Linked DNA regions of Danio rerio: region 2 is linked to region 1. The links are chromatin contacts, called in public Micro-C maps. All regions are on one chromosome and are shown on one strand. The core of a region is the stretch at or near the end of the contact, and the rest is flanking DNA. Distances in the headings are between cores, read along the strand shown. Region 1 holds the start of tmem200b (transmembrane protein 200B). Region 2 overlaps epb41a (erythrocyte membrane protein band 4.1a).

Evidence for each region. Hi-C and Micro-C count contacts between places; a contact is called where the count stands out from the background.
Region 2: a contact with region 1 is called in a Micro-C map of caudal fin, with 3 times the contacts expected there. The contact joins the enhancer-like site here to the promoter of tmem200b in region 1. A contact is called at or near these places in 2 of 18 Hi-C or Micro-C datasets (caudal fin and an unstated tissue).

Annotation. Positions count from the first base shown.
Region 1 is chr19:14,560,175-14,562,687 of GRCz12tu, reverse strand. tmem200b (transmembrane protein 200B) reads right to left here and starts at 1,259. Exons shown (of 4, transcript XM_073931602.1): 1 at 1,208-1,259; 2 at 973-1,121. srsf4 (serine and arginine rich splicing factor 4) reads right to left here. Exons shown (of 6, transcript NM_199574.1): 6 at 2,009-2,513.
Region 2 is chr19:14,913,781-14,916,293 of GRCz12tu, reverse strand. All of the region lies in intron 2 of epb41a (erythrocyte membrane protein band 4.1a), which reads left to right. Among named protein-coding and RNA genes, the nearest start is that of epb41a, 24 kb to the left of the region's middle. Within about 2 kb of position 1,258, at least 44 of the 62 cell types and tissues checked have an H3K27ac peak or open chromatin away from gene starts, as enhancers often do.

The DNA.
Region 1 (2,513 bases), core at 10-2,509:
AACAGCTTTGCAAATTTCAGGTTTCATAATGACAATGAGGTCCACATAGAAAAACAATGTATAAGCACTATGCATCTAGGAGCATATGTTTGGACTGATTCATCAAAAGACTTGACTGATGAATTCCAGACCGCTTTTTTCCATTACCAAGTTCAGCTTTACTTTTAATGGCTGTTCACTCTGGTTTCCAAATGAGTGAGATTAATTATACAAGAGTATAAAATATAAACAGCAGATGTAGATCAATCGTTGAATCCAAACTCTGTTGAATGCTTCAAATTATTGTTTGATTATTTGTAGAGACAATCTTTTAAGCACCCAAGTCGTCTCTTGTTAAAACCCTTCCTGTGGATTCTAACATGAGTCACATACAGTACATTCATCATGTCTGAACAGTAAAATATTTCAGGCATTACTGACATTGTTGAATACTTGCTTGTACAGTACATCATAAAAATAAATAAATAATAATAATAATAATAATAAAAGAGAACTTCCCCCTGCTTTTACTTTTTTTCAATATCCAATTCATTTGTGCATGTCTTATATAAAATAAAATAAATCACTTTAAACTGTAAACACACCAGAAATCATCTAACGTTATTTGTATTTCATTGTATGCAATTATCACTAAAGAAATATTTAGGAAGCTACTCAGAAATTGTTCGGTTTGTGCTAATATGTCTAAAGATATTAAGACGTGTTTTTTTTTTTTTTTTGGTCTAAACAGTGGGCTCAATCTCAAATACCTTCATTCTAATAGATACTTCTCTTAGCATATCACATGGAATCAAAAAGACATACATGATGAAGGAAACATTGCATGTAAACTTAAGATTAGACTTAATCTGTAACATTTGAAATGTATCGACCTCTAATAAGGTCAGTTGCTGTATTGATATTGCCGCTTTGGTGGTACTATGAAGAAATGGGTTAAATGCGCCTCAGTCACAAAACATTGCCTTTACTTGCCTTTGTTACAGTGTATTTGGTCCTCGTTTCATCGTTCTACCGCGCTGGACACGCATGTTCGTGATGTTCTTCGTCCACTGCGAAGTTTTCCGGTTCTCCATCAATCCAGACGCGTGCGAAGTGCCGCGCGTCTCCCATGATAGCTTTTCCTGTCCAAAGGAGGACACTGAAGGGTTAAAATAACTGACTTTCTAAAGGCAGATAAGGTAAATGGCTCTCCATCATCAGTAGTCACCGTGTGTCCCTTAACCAGTGTCCACATTTCGTGTTCTCCCTCAGTGAAGTGTGGAGAGCGCCTCCTTCGTCGTGTCTTTTTCTGACTCGATAGAGTGGCCAGACTTCAGTTTGCTTTCAATACACTCAGACAGGACCCATAACGCGTACATTCAACAGGCTACATTTTCTCCCTTTGGGGTTCTGAAGAGTAAATCTTCCCAATATATTAGTGATTACCTACATCAAACGGGTTGTAACGTAAAATGTAAGAAAAGAAACGAAATCATGGAAAATCAGGCACATAGATGAAAGTAGCCAGCAAGTACTGGACACGCTTTTCTTTTATCTAAATGTTGGCGACATCTTGTGGATTTTTTTCTACATGGAAACTTAAAAAGTTAAACGAAAAAATACTTTAAATAATTACAAGTTACTAACGTATTATTTTTATTCAAAGCTATATCTTCAACTCTTTGGGGCACACGTTTTTTTTAAACAGGAGGTTGTTTTCATTTACAAATCGTCACCATAGAATTATAAGGTTCTATCCGACATTTTTATCAAAATGGAGTTATCGACACATTCTTATAAATGACAACTTCTTTACATTGTGTTTTTGCAAGACTTCAGTCTGCATTCAAATGGCAAGTGTTAAACCCTAAAAGAGATTTATACAATTCCAATAAAGTAAAAGTTTTGAAATAAAAACTAAAAACTTTTGTTTCATAAAATGGCCAAAGATCAGTTGTGGTTTTGACTTTGCAATACAAGGAAGGCCATCACAAAACACCCTTGGAAATGAACAGAATGGACACAAGCATTGTGAGGCAGTTTTTATTGTTTTGCATGGAGAAACTGAATTTAAAAAGACCATAAACTCTGCCCCAGCATAACAACAATTATGGTACAGGTCTAAAGTATACAATGCAAAGGGTTAGGACACCTACTGAGGGCTCGGTCTTTATGAATAAAACATATGCAAGCAATTTCCAAAGAAAAACACTACTAAAATAAAACATAAGGTTAACAATTTCAGAAAATAATAACTGTGAATAAGCAGGCAATTTCCCTAATAACTAGCTTGTCTATTTGACAACAAAGGATAAAACAAAACTACAAAAAAGTAGCTTCAAAAAAAGAAATGAAGGGCAGAACAACATTTAGACACTGACTGCAAAACATAATTTTCAGTCTATTCTTGTCTTTTTCCGAGGACAAAATATCTAAAAACAAGATACACCATTTTGCTTCTCAAATGTAACATTCAGACTTGTTTTCAGACAATATATCTTGAATTCTATTTATTTTCTTACCCCTATCAGTTG
Region 2 (2,513 bases), core at 9-2,508, 350 kb before region 1:
AAGTGTTTTTTGGAGGGAGTTAAGTTCCTTTCTTAAATAAGCAAAGGATTTTGTAATTATTTGCGAATTTCTGTTGGTGAGTGAATTTGCCATAAAAGATCAATAATGTCTATGATGTGTTCAGGGGTTTATCTTTTGGATTCACTAGATTGGCAGAATCAAATGTATGAGATCTTTGGAGTGACCAAGATTGCTTGGAGATTAGACCATCAAAATACGTGTCTCCTGTGCTTGTTTGCAGGACGGGCAGGAGCTGTCGATGTCCAAACATTTAGAAACATTAGAATTTAGCAGATACATTTTATGTAAAATTTTTAAATGTATATCTTTTGCCTTGTTGGAAATGCAATATTGAGCAGCATGGTGGCGCAGTGGGTAGCGCAATTGCCTCACAGCAAGAAGGTGGCTGGTTCGAGCCCCAGCTGGGTCAGTTCAGTTGGCATTTCTGTGTGGAGTTTGCATGTTCTCCCTGTGTTAGCATGGGTTTTCTATGGGTGCTCCGGTTTCCCCCATAAGTCCAAAAAGATGTGGTGTAAGTGAATTGGGTAGGCTAATTCTTCCGTAGTGTGTGAGTGTGTATGACTTTGTATGGATGTTTCCCAGTGGTTGCAGCGGGAGGGGATCCACTGCATAAAACATACTGGATAAGTTGTCGGTTCATTCTATTGTGGCGACCCCAGACTAATAAAGGGATTAAGCCGAAAAGAAAATGAATGAATGAATGAAATGAAAAATTTCCCAGGTAAAAGCCAAGTTCTATTCCAGTCTATATCCTCAACCAAGGACCTGCAGTAAAACTTTCCTCTTGAAGAAATTGTCCTTTTAAGTTGAAAGATTTAAAGCACAAACCTTACATTTCTTATCTAACAGACTAACATCTTGTAAAAGCAAAGGGGAATGAATATTCACTGAATGAGCTCCTTGGGTTAAATCCACAGTGACTTTTAACAAGGTGAACTAAACCGGGTGATGTTGATTTAAGGATGAGGACAACGTGCAGTACATTTGGGTCCAAACATTACATTTTGGGTCCGTGGCTTTATCAAATCGAAATATGACACCTGATGTATGGGAAACACATCTGTAAAAAGTTAAAACAAAAGCACATTTTCCTGTTCTAAACACAAAGTAGCAGCTAAAATGAAACAGTTACAAAACGAATCCAGTTGATCCCGTTTCTAAGTCTCCTTGGTTACGATGCTGCTGCAGCCTAGCGCCAGGGACCGAAGCTCAGTGATCTCGTGTATGATTGGCGGATTCCCACCTCTGCTCGTCTCCTATTGGTGGCTTTCACAAATACGCTTGCCTCATTGCATAGAAAGCTCCCCCTTTTTACTAGAATCTAAACACCGTTTTAAAAAAGGTTGGATAATTTTGTACATGGGATTGCCTGGGTGAAATCTGCGGAAAACCCCTTTCAGGATATTTTACAGTGGACTATTTCTACCCGTTGATGAATTAAAGGGAAAGGTAAGAGGGGGATCTTGCTGCTGGCTTGTGTATTGTGTGATGCTCGCGAGGACGGGAATCTGTTGACATTTTTTTCACATTCGGCGCCATTTTCAGACATTCCCATTCACGCGCACCTGCTCCCACATTATGACTCTCGATATCAAAGTATTCTGATCGACAGCTTCTTTGAGAAACTACGAAAGCTTTAAAGTTATTGTCGTTTTGAGCGCGCTTTGATTTATTGTATTGTTATAGGTGCACTGTTGGCGAGTGCCTTTTTCATTCAGACTGGTTAGTTAAAGAGACTCACTAGTCAACTCAGTGCTTTCTTGTCATGTGCTTGATTTAAAAGAATTCAATAACTGTCGCGAAAGAGATCATATCTGTGGAGTTTATTATGTCCGTTCAGTTGTGTCGTGGGAAATTGTTCCGTTAGGCTGAATCAAAATAAAGCGCATGTTTACTTGAGAGGCAGGTATATTTACTGTAAACCATGATATATTATGCCTCGGTGTTTATTACTGAAGCTTGTTGTGAATCTGCGGCTGTAAATTAACGTTAACTGTTTGTTGGGGGAAGGATAATTAGATTAAAACCTCAAATTAAAAAGATCTGAAGTTACTCTCTTTCTTTCTTTCTTTCTTTCTTTCTTTCTTTCTTTCTTTCTTTCTTTCTTTCTTTCTTTCTTATTTAATGAATAAAGAATTTGTTAAATGTAACCTTGGTCGGCTGATGGTATTTCAGCTTGTTTTATTTAAATTAACAAAATCATTTGTGACATAAACTCTTTAGCTATTTATATCATCAGTGTCATTTTTAAGATTACAGATGGTTGTGTTATGATACAAAAGCACAAGTGTGATCCTAGATCACAAAACAGTCAAAAGTAACAATATTTTGAAATTGGGATTTTTTACATCTTCTGAAACCTGACTAAAGAGATTTCTGATGATGTATGGTTTACTCAAAAAATACATTAGCTGCTTGTTCAAACTACTTATTTAAAATGAGTTGAAACAAAATTTTTTTTAGAACAACTTAATTGTTTCATCTTTAATCCA